Linked DNA regions of Mus musculus: region 1 is linked to region 2. The links are chromatin contacts, called in public Hi-C maps. All regions are on one chromosome and are shown on one strand. The core of a region is the stretch at or near the end of the contact, and the rest is flanking DNA. Distances in the headings are between cores, read along the strand shown.

Evidence for each region. A called contact is a pair of places that touch in the nucleus more often than the background predicts.
Region 1: a contact with region 2 is called in a Hi-C map of liver, with 2.7 times the contacts expected there. The contact joins two enhancer-like sites. A contact is called at or near these places in 1 of 484 Hi-C or Micro-C datasets (liver) and 3 of 9 other capture datasets (adipose tissue, liver and pancreatic islet).

The regions. Positions count from the first base shown.
Region 1 is chr6:119,735,966-119,741,860 of GRCm38.p6, reverse strand. All of the region lies in intron 13 of Erc1 (ELKS/RAB6-interacting/CAST family member 1), which reads left to right. Among named protein-coding and RNA genes, the nearest start is that of Erc1, 110 kb to the left of the region's middle. Within about 2 kb of position 2,665, at least 16 of the 459 cell types and tissues checked have an H3K27ac peak or open chromatin away from gene starts, as enhancers often do. A contact at or near this core is called in liver and pancreatic islet, where this site is marked.
Region 2 is chr6:119,582,675-119,588,462 of GRCm38.p6, reverse strand. All of the region lies in intron 20 of Erc1 (ELKS/RAB6-interacting/CAST family member 1), which reads left to right. Among named protein-coding and RNA genes, the nearest start is that of Wnt5b, 41 kb to the right of the region's middle. Within about 2 kb of position 2,637, at least 57 of the 459 cell types and tissues checked have an H3K27ac peak or open chromatin away from gene starts, as enhancers often do. A contact at or near this core is called in liver and pancreatic islet, where this site is marked.

The sequences.
Region 1 (5,895 bases), core at 1,416-3,915, 150 kb before region 2:
TTCATGTTGGTCTTTTCACATCTCCTTTGCCATAGCATGTTTGTATGTACACACTTACATACTTTTTGAGGAGCTTGAAATCATCAGTACTGCACTTGCACTAAGATGCCATACTTTTGAAGAATGTTATCCTACTGTTTCAACAAAGACATTTCTGAATAATATTCCTTTCTTGTTTGATTTTTTTAAATTGAAAGACTTCATTTGAAGTTATTGTTTTCTGTTGTATGCAGCTAGCTTTAAAAATGATTCATTTTTAGCTTAATACTGTGTGTGTGTGTGATGGACACGTTGCGAAAGAAAATAAGAAGTAGGGCTAAGTTAAACATAGAAGATTGAAAATTAGGAACACTGTGTGAGAGGGAATGTGTGAGGTGTTTGTCTTTCTAAATCTGATGTCCTCACTTAGTATTTCTCCAGTCTCATCCATTCTCTGCATTTCATGATTCCCTTTTCCTTATAGCTGAGTACTGTTCTGTTGTATCTGCCACATCTTCCTTACCCATTAATCAGGTGATGGGCATCTAGGTTAATTCCATTTCCTAGCTATTGGGAATAAAGCTGCAATGAACGTGAGTGTGCAAGCATCTCTACCATAGGACGTAAGGTCCTTCAGGTCCATGCCTTCGAGTGGGATGAGTGGGTCATGTGGTAGCTTTAAATGATCTGCTTCTTCCGCGACTTCATTTTTTAATACATTGGAATACATTGTATAATTAGATAGAGGTGTCCATTCTTTGGTCATACAACTTTGTAATATTGTTTGAAGACTACAAAATTTCTTGCTTACAAACAGCTACCACCATCACCAGGACCATGACCACAACCACCACATACTCAAAAAACTTCAAAGTAACAAAATCCCAGCCCAATTGGTCTTGCCTCAGCCCTCTTTGGTCAGAATACTTATTGAAGGCTTCTCATCTCGATGGGAATTGTCTCTGTGCTTATATTTAACCCAGTATCTTGAGCAGAAGTGGCTTTGTACTGTATCACGGTTTGCTGAGAAACTAAGGTAGATTTTATTTCCTTTCAGTTTTGGATTCCATTTTTATAAACTGAGCAGGGCTTGTTTTTGGAGTTGGTCCATGTACTCTCTCTGAGATAGCTGGGGTTATTTCAGTCTTTGTTCCCAGACTTAGTGCTGGAGAGTGTGCCTGTGGCTGTTGTATCTGACTGAGGTTTGCTTCTTGTATGGCCCTTCCTTTGTTTCCTATATGTTTTTCTTTTGTTTGTTTTATCCTGTTCCTGTTCCGCTGGGGTTTATGTATCTTAATGTTGCAATGTGCATGTTCTCTCTGTATCACTGCCATTCTCAGATAGCCAGTCTTTCATAAATAATGCTGCCATCACCAGGTTTCTGTGTCTGCATCGTTCTGGGTTAAGTGTGTGTATGTAAGGCTCAGTCTTCTGAGCAATTGTTGCTCCTGTTGCTGGATTTTACTTGATCACAATTACAGCCATCAATTTGAGCTATACCTCTTATATGCTCTCTGCTTTAAATACAACCAGCCTGCGCTCTCTCTTGCTAGGTTCTATGTGCTAGTATATTGCACATAGTTAGTTTTTTTTCTCTCTCTTGCACAAGAATCTTTGAGGTTGATGTTTCTATGTTGGGACACTTGTATTTGGAGACACGATCTCATGTAGTCCAAATTGGTCATAAACTTGCTGTGTAGCTATGACTTTCTGATTCTTCTGCCTCTATTTCTTGTGTGTTGGGAGTATAGTTGTATGCCATTCCTGGTTTATGTAGTGTTAGAAACTGATCCTGGGGCTTTGTGCATATTAAAAAAAAATCAGTCTGCCATTTGAGTTGCATATCCATTGTGGGATACTCTTTTAAGTAGCCCCTGATAGATCTGCAATTCCATCTTGTACTTTAGCATGTACAATTTACTTCTAGAAGGTATTCAACACTGTTTAAACTGATGAAATTTAAACAAAAGAAAATTCTTTGATTTTCGTATTACTTCTTTAACTTTAAAAAGTTATCAGAATTATTCTTTGTGGATGAAGGTAATAAATGAACAGTTCCTTTCCCATGTTGGTTCTTAAGAAAATTGTTGTGTTTCTTAGAAGATGTATTAATGGGATTCTTTCGATTTAGTGTAGTAACACTCTTTGACCAACTACAGTTTTTCCAGTTGAAACTAATCACTTACCAGTTCACTTTCAATAAGAGAAATGAAGGTGTCATAGGAACAAGAGGGGTAGATATTAAAAAAAGAGATTGTCTTACATGTTTGTGATGATTTTAGAGGCTGGTTAAGCAAGTCTGAAATCTAGTTCCAGGAATGGAGGTTTATAATCTGGATGGCATTTGTAGAGGCACAAGCCAAAGCAGGGCTCCTTTGTCTCTCATGTAACCTCAGCCCTGTTTCCAACACCTAAATAATTCATCGTGTTCACTCAGGTAATATCCCCTAGTATAGTGACTAGTGTGTGTGTATGTGTGTGTCTGTGTGTGTGCACATGTCATACATGGTTACACCCATGTGTGCCAGAGTTCAATGTCAGGTGCTTTCCTCAATCACTCTTCACCTTATTTTATGTGACTTTTTATTTTATCTCATCGAACCTGAAGCTCTCTGGTCAGCTGGCCTCACTGGCCAGAAAGCCCCAGGATCTGTGCTCTGGCCCTCATGTTTGCATAGCAAGCACTTTGCTGGCTCGCTGTGGCCTTGGCGAGTTAATGTTCATGGAAACCACCATTCAGTGGCTATGGATAGTCTCCATAGAGAAAACAAAGTGAAGAATAAGATGTCCTAGTCTGAATAAATAGATTTAGATTACCTCATGCTTTTCCTCTCCATTGCTGTGATAAAGCACCCATCCAAACCAGCTTGGTGCGGAAAGTGTTTATTTGGCTCCCTCTTCCACCCCATAGTTCATCATTGAGGGAAGCCAGGGCAGGAAGTCAAGCAGGAACCTGGAGGCAGAAACTGAAGTAGAGATATATCAAAGAGGAACACTGCTTTCTGGCTTGCTCTCAGGTGGCTCAGTTTCCATTCTTATACAGTCTAGGGCCACCTGCTTGGGGGTGCTACTGGCCACAGTTGGCTGAGTTTTCTCATGTCAATCATTAATCAAGAAAATGCCTTACAAACATGTCTATAGGCTAATCTGGTAGAGGTAATTCTTCAGTGAAGATTCCCTCTTCCCAGGTAATTCTAGTCTGTGTCACATTTGGAAAAAACCACCCAGCATACCTCTGGAAACTGAATACTGCTACTAAAAATGTGTCTTCTATACTTAGCATATTAGTTTCCATATAGATCTATAAATAATAGGCTTGTCTATGGCATTTCATGCCAGCTCACATCTAGTGTCTCTTGGTCAATCTCTTGGTCCTACTCTTTCCCTACTCCTTCCACTCTGTGGTCTCTCCAAGTCCTAGCACTGGGTCTGCTCTCCAGCTCTGCCCACTTAAGGGATGTGAAAGCTGATCCAGCCATGTTTGTTGTGGAATATGACTTGAAATTTGCCAAGATGTCCTGTCCACCCTATACCTGGGTTTGCCCAGAATATCATTTTTAGGTTATAGACAACTTATTAGGATTTAGCTTCCTGGATATTTTTGTCTCTGACTAGAGAGGAAGAATATATATCTGTGACCTCAGAGGCGTGTTCCCACATCCTAGCACAGTGTCCCCACTCACTTACCCTGCTACCTCTTTAATAGAATTGACAGTAAAAACAATCTCTAGTTTTCAGCCACACAGAGCTGGCTTTCAGTTGACCCCAGCACATGTGGAAGTCATAGGTCATCTTCCCTTTTGCTCTCTAATAATTTTAGTTTTTTGAGACCAGGAAAGTCTTCCATCAAACCTGAGGCTCCAAATTTGGGCCAGGGTGGTTAGCTGATGACATGCCTGTTTCTGTTCACAAACAATGCGGTTACAGATGTGTGTCAGTATTCTTAGCTCTTACAAGGGCGCTAGTGATATGAACTCAGACCCTCTTGCTTGTGCAGCAAGCTTCTTACCCACCGAGTCATTTCCCAAGTACCCACCTTCTTTATTTGAGTCTGAGTCTCTTTGAAGCCCTCCGCAGGCTTTGAACTCTTGATCTTCCTGCCTCAAAACTACAGGTGTGAACCACTGGCTTCTTTTTCTCCCCTCCCCTCCCCCTCCCCTCCCCCTCCTCTCCCCCTCCCCTCCCCCCTCCCCTCCCCTTCCCACCTCCCCTCCCCCTCCCCTCTCCCCTCCCCTCCCCTCCTAAATTGTTGATCACACATGAAATTTTATTCATTTACTTATTTACTTTTTGGTCAGATGTGAAGATAAAGATTCAGTCCACCATGGCAGGGAGCCAGGGTAGTATGAGAGGTTGTTCACGTTGCATTGGCATTTATAGAGCTGATAGAAAGAAATATTGATTCTTTGCTTTCTTTTCCATTTTAAAAAAACATCCTTCTGCTGAAGGGGTTTGCAGCCCCATAGGAGGAACAACAATATGAACCAACCAGTACCCCCAGAGCTCCCAGGGACTAAACCACCAACCAAAGAGCACACATGGTTGGGACTCATGGCTCTAGCTTCATGTGTAGCAGAGGATGGCCTAGTAGGACATCAATGGGAGGAGAGGCCCTTTGTCCTATGAAGGATCTATGCCCCAGTGTGGGGGAATGCCAGGGCCAGGAAGCAGGAGTGGGTGGGTTGGTGAGCAAGGGAAGAGGGGTTTACATAGGGGGAAGGGTGTTTTTCAGAGGGGAAACCAGGAAAGGGTATAACATGTGAAATGTAAATAAAGAAAATATCAAAAAAAAAAGCATCCTTCCTTCCTTCTTTCCTTCTTTTCATCTTTTCTTTTTTTTCAGTCTGTAACTCTAACCTATGGATAGATCTTTCCTTTTCAGCTAAACCTTTCCTCACAAACATGACTGTAAATCTAATCACATTGACAATAAAGATTAACTACTATCATATGTCTACTCCCTTGTCAGTTTAAGTATATATTTAAAATCAGAATGTTCCATCCCTGTTCTTCAAAGGCTCATGAATATCTCACAATGCAGGATACTTTTATTTTACCTATACTAATGACCAAAATCTCAATAGTTCTAATATTGCTCAAAAGTCCTATGTCCAAAGGGCAAGGTAGCTCAGTGGACAAAGGCTGCCAAGCCTGGCAACCCGAGTGAGACCCCAGGATCCAATGGTAGAGGGAGAGACTTCTGCCAGTTGTCTTTCTTCCTCCATACATGTGCTATGGCACACACATGTGCACACATAGACAGACATACACGAATATTTTTTAATGAACCAAAACTAACTATAAAGCCCCTTGAACGTAATATGGGAAGATGGACTAAAGTAACACTGAAACCCATTTGCACAAACACCAGATGTTACAGTTCTATTTGTTGCTGGCTTGTGATGGAATCATTGGGACTCCCACAGCCTTAGGTAGCCCCACCCTTTAGCACCCCTACTCCCCTAACTACACTCTGCCTATAGCTTTCCTCAGTCTAAGTCTCACAATCCTGGCATCTTAGATGTCTTGGAGTCTCCATTCTAACTTGCTTCCTACCTATATAGCTTCCTCCTTTGTCCTTTTAAGGTCCTTCTGCAGGCAGTCCAACTCTGCTGTATACTGTCCATCCTCAGTGTTTCTCTGGCATCTTAGTGCAAGCCTCTAGGACACTACCTCACTTGAATTTTGTTTGCCTGGAAGCCACATGGACAGTGATGCCAAGTTCTGCTGCACGGACAATGTGTAGCTCATCCATGGCTCTAACGCTTCTGTGTTTTGGCAGCTGAGCCTGGGAAACCATTTCCCTAGGTAGCTGTTATTCAGTCCTTTTATTTCCACTCTCAGTTCAGTCTCCTCCTTCAAATGAATGCATTTTTGCAAGCTCTGGAGCCTTAGATAGTGAGGTCTTATCCTCAG
Region 2 (5,788 bases), core at 1,388-3,887:
ACACAGCACAACAAGTGTCCTCCTGCTCTTCCTCCCTTTAGTGCAAAAGGCTACTAGGCACAAAAGAAAATGCTGAACATAGCATATGTTCACTGTTTAGCCCTAAAGATCAAGTTCTAGTGAATAAAATTTGTCATGGGGTCCTTATCAGTGAGAAATAATGGTTTTAATGTTATCAGACTAAGTCTTGACTTTTTAAATCAAACTATGAGACTGTGAATCTGAGCCAGATTTCAGACAGATCTTATTTCCAACTTGGCAGAAAAGCATGTGATGTGATGGTGACTTTAAGCTAGTATGATGGACCAGGCATGTTGCCCACTCCAGTGATCCTAGCAAAAAAGGTTAGTCTTGTCATCATAGCACGCACAGTGTTAAAGCATCCTTCGTCTCCAGATTCTCTGACTTCATGCTATTTGATACATGTGGAGTCTGTGGGATTATCTCTCTACATCTGCAAGGCTGAAGCAAAACCAAGTCTGATCAGCATTCATTCCTAAGGCTAGTGTTTCACAAATTAAATCCAAAATGCAGCAAGCAGGAGGAGGAAATCTTGGGGAGATAACGTACGGAGTCTGTGGCTCCTGCTGATGAGACCCAGAGTAGGGGCAGTGGAGTTCTCATGAGCTGAAACTTCCTCAGCTAGGAAAAGCTTGTGGCTTCCAGCTGGGTCTCATCCTTTGACTCATTTGATAAGGCAAACCAGCAGTGGGCTTTGCTTAGTCAGATATCATAAAGTCTAGAAAGAATTTGAAGAGCACCTGTCTCCAGACAGCTGAAACCAAAGAGGTGAAATGCCTCATCCAGGATGGGAAAGCCAGGTGGCAAATGAGGCTCCTGGCTCATGTATTGGCCACTACTGCTCCTTGCAGCCTAGGAAGTAAATCCTCCCAGTGTGTCAACTCCAGCAGAAACTGGCACTTTGAAATGCAGAACTTCTTGTCATGATGCTGCTGGTGTAGTCAGTGCCAGCTCAGGCTGAGTGTGTCTCAGGGTGCTGCAGTTGAGTGCACCACCCAAGCCTGTGGGTCCTTCTAGAGACAAGGGGAGAGTGGATGAATAATAAGGAGAATTGGAGAGTTTATTTAACCCCTTCACTTGTTCCCTATGGGACAGAAGGACCCTGGTGTTCTGCCGTAAGTCCTATGAAGTGTCATGCAGCCATAGGCGGTGGTCCACAGACACTGGGGATAATTGCTCAGGGCCACATGCAGCCTTATCTGGGCTCTGGTTTGTTTGGACTGGCCTACTAAGGTTACATGCAGAAGGATAATTCCAGGGTTTCCCAGTCTCCCCTTGCCTATGCAGCTGAATCCCTCCCTGCACTTCTCATGAAGGCCAAGCACACCTTCTCTGTGTCTGGCTCCCTAGAAGGAGACTGTAGAAGAAAAGCTATGTCTGTTCTCCTACACATGCTTGCATTGTCTTCTCGGGTTAGGCCAAAGCTCTGTGAGTATGCTGGAGGTCTGAATGCCGTGGCTTCATCATGTTTCTCAGGGAAGTGTGCTCATAGCATGGAGAGCCTTAAGTATTCATTGAGCCAGATTAGACTGGAACTATCCCTGGAGTTTCTATCCTATCTTTCTTGACCTGTGACAAAACTTCAAAAGTCTGAGATTTAAGAGATTATAGGAATATTTTTCTTTCAGCCCCTTAAGGAGCTTTCAAATCATATCCCATACTTTCTTCCCTTCCACATGCAAAAATTAGTAACATGCAACCCTACCCACATCTATCTCCGTGCCAGCTGAGTCAGACACAGGCATTCTCTATCAGTGTGTGATACTTATGTCTCACCACTATACATGATCATCCATGAATGGCCATGTTCATTCAGGGACCACTTAGAAAACCCTCCTGACAACAAAGGTTGGTCATTATAGACACCTCCCATGATTCTGTTTTACTGAACCAGGAGTTTGTACCCCACTAAAGGATCATCATGTCACTTTCTCTAGGAGTAGCCATTGGGATAATATATCAGGCTTGCACTAAAATTAGAGGGAAACTCAGCAGGGTGACCACGGGAGCCTTTTCAGTCTTTGCCTATCACTGACACTAACGTGGGATCCCACATGTTGGGAAGCACAGTTCTGGGACTAGGTGTGTTGTGCACATGCCACAGTGGCTGCAACACTCCCCTCTCTCTTCCCTTCACTTGGCCAGAGACATCAGCTGGACATGGAGTGGGCCTCATGGGTTCTGCACTTACAGCTCAGCTGCAACAAGGCCTTATTCTTACCACCCTGGCAGCTTCAGCATTGGATTTCCTAATCCATTGTTTGGTTTGGGGGGAGGGGCAGGAGGGGAGGCTTCATCCTTTCCCTTTTGACAGTCTTTGTTTCTGTGAGCCAAACTAAACACATGGGGCTGGCCAGCCACCCTGCCTGGGTCTGTGCTCCCCAGAATATTACTATTGTTGTGATAGATGTCTTTAGCAGGAGGCAGGTTTCCTTACATTTTGAAAATGGTGTGCAAGTCTCAGTTCATTTCACTTAGCAGATGATTGAAAGACAATCTGAGGTACTGCCAAACAAGACTTTTAGAATTCTAGATAGTTGGCAGTGTTTGTTTAGGCCATGCCACTGCAAGCCCATATAAAACAGATGTCACGTTTTGCAACATGTCCTTGTGACTGTCTGCCCCTTGCCTCAGGACGATGCTTCTGTTCAGTACGCCACCAGGGCCGACTGGCTTGTTGTTCGAAGGTGACAGTATGCCACAGTTCCTTGAGTGTTCTAGGGACCTACCTTTATAGGAAGTGATTCCCATTCTCTTGGCCCTTCAAAATGAGTGCATAGGACACCAGCCAAGCAGTGCGAATACTCTGTGGAGTTTCTTCTTTTCCCAGTTTTCTCTTTCTTAGTCATGAGTGTTGCTGTGCTCCTCCTGTCGTCTCGGTCTCTACACACATTCAGAAGAGAGCACTCTAGCAAGACAGACTCCCATGAGAGAGACGGACCTGGGAGTTGTTAGTGGCACAGTATCACAGAGGGGACACAGATTATCTCACCTAGGGACAAATGTCCTAGACAGGAAAGCATTTTAGACGTGTCTGGCTCTAAGTAGGTCAGAGAGTAAGACATTTAGTATCTTAGCAACACTTGCAGATAGAGTGTGCATGCATCTGGAAACTGTAGGTCTGACTTCTGACCCAGGCTGGCCTCTGGGTGATGCATGCTAAGTTTCCTGGAGTGAGTATGTTCACCAGCCTAGCACCCTTCCACCATACCGCTTCAGGCCTTTGTCTCACCTGTAAGGTAGAGTCTGGAACCAGGGATCACCATGCTCCCTCTAGGCTGTAAGTTGAGATTTCAGAATCACTATGCTTTGACTCCAACATGTATAAGCCTCTTACTTTTGTGATTAGATGTTTGCCTGGCTCCGGTAGGGTGGGAAGGACAGGAAAGGGACAGAGACCGGGAGATCCAGAGTTTGACTCCTCAGTGTTTGATTTCACTCATGACTCAGGGCTGCTGTGTTTTCAGTGCTGTGACAGAGGAGCTCTTTATTTGGTCTTAGGTTTGACTTGGGGGAGGATGAACCTTTAAATGGAACCCAGGGCCTTGGGCGTGCTAGGCAAGTGCCCTGGTCCTTAATTTCTTTTCAACCTTTGAAACCAAATTATACAAATAATGGCAATCTAACCTTGAAAAGCATTCATCCAGTACATGATTAACAAATATTGTGTTCTAAGAATAAAAATCCTGGAGATGATCCTGGAATTACATGATTTTCATGCTTCACAGCATGAAGTACTTGCTGTTTCTGTATGAGGAAGGAGAAGGCAGACATTCCTTCATCTCAATGCATAACTAGTACTTTGCGGGGCAGGGAAAGGGTGTCATTTTTAACCTGTGGGTGGGGAAGCTGTAAAAGTCTTCGAGATTAATCTGTAGCTTTCCTTGCCATCAATGCTAGTAAATCCTACAGTGTGAAAACAGTGACCAGATTCCTGTAGGAAATGGCTTCCTAATTGAGAAATCACTGTGCTCTGAGGTGCCCCCAATCTGGTAAGCTTTATGGTCTGTTCAGAATAGCAAAGTAGCAAAATACATTGCAGTTTATTCCATATGTTTGAGAAATTGAAACTGGGAAGCTCATTTTGTGTCTCCATAATTCCTAAACTGCTGCTGGTTTGGGTTATGGAGCTAGAAAGTGTAGCCAAGACAGGGCAATTTCTACTTGACCCACCACTTCCGGGCCACCACCCTCATTAGTTTTACAGCTCTGACTTCAAAGCCTGTGTCCTAGGAGTTAGCTGGTTTGTTTTTTTGTTTTGTTTTGTTTTGTTTTAAAATACTCAAGTTCTTGTCTGCTTAAAGCAAACTAAGCATTTCTGTGTAATTTTGTGCCTACCACTAAACCATCTGGAAAAGGGACTTAACTAAGTCATGCCAGCCATTTACATAGTTTATCGAGAGACCTCTGTGGCCATGCCTTTCATACCCATCAGAGGACCTCTCTTTGACCTCACAGCAGTTTATCTTGAAATGGAGCCAAATCTACAGAATACTCAACTTTTTTCTTTTAGCTGTCTTTTGTGAGGCTATTCCGGGACTAGCAAACACAGAAGTAGATGCTCACAGTCAGCTATTGCATGGATCACAGGGCCCCCAATGGAGGAGCTAGAGAAAGCACCCAAGGAGCTAAAGGGATCTGCAACCCTATAGGTGGAACAACAATATGAACTAACCAGTAGGCCCGGAGCTCGTGTCTCTCTAGCTGCACATGTATCAGAAGATGGCCTAGTCGACCATCAGTGGAAAGAGAGGCCCATTGGTCTTGAAAACTTTACATGCCTCAGTATAGGGGAACACCAGGGCCAAGAAGTGGGAGTGAGTGGGTAGGGGAGTGTGGGGGGGGGGGTATGGGGGACTTTTGGGATAGCATTGGAAATGTAAATGAAGAAAATACCTAATTTAAAAAAAAGAATCTCTTACATTTGGGTCTCTGGTGGCTCTCAGTTGTATTGTGTCTTGTCTGTGGCGAGACATACAGGTCCTGTTCTTAAGTCATAGCGTACGCTGAGCAGATGTTCTGGGAAGTGCTCCCAAGGCAGCCAGTTTACCACAGCTGTTCTCTCTTGCTCCATCCATCCCACTTATGTTTCTTATCATTGCACCATCCATGTCGGCTGGCCTCTGAGTTACTCAGCACGGAGGCTGGCCAACTCTATAGCCAACCCTTCCCAACAGTACCTATATTTGATGGAAACTTGTAGAACCCCATCTCTGCTCCTTTTATTTGCTGAGCCTCCCATCTGTGACAGCAGCTCTGTGCTAGAGATCAAGGCACCTCTTTCACTGTACTTCACATGGCAGACTGTGTGCATCACCGTGAGTGTGCGCATCCCCATAACTGTGCGCATCTCCATGACTGTGCGCATCACCATGAGAATGTATATCAGTGTGATGGTGTACATCACCATGAGTGTTCCACATGGAATCACTGCTGCATTTGAGACTCTGCTCAGGCCCCTTTAATCACATTATTACTTCAAGAGTGTCCAAGCGGGCTGGTGAGATGGCTCAGTGGGTAAGAGCACCTGACTGCTCTTCCAAAGGTCCAGAGTTCAAATCCCAGCAACCACATGGTGTCTCACAACCATCCATAACAAGATCTGACTCCCTCTTCTGGTGTGTCTGAAGACAGCTACAGTGTACTTACATAAAATAATAAATAAATCTTTAAAAAAAAAAGAGTGTCCAAGCTAGACAGTTGTCGCCAGCAGCCACTTTTATGTCCTGTACTTGCCCCTGCACTCCATCTTTTGGGAATTCTGAAC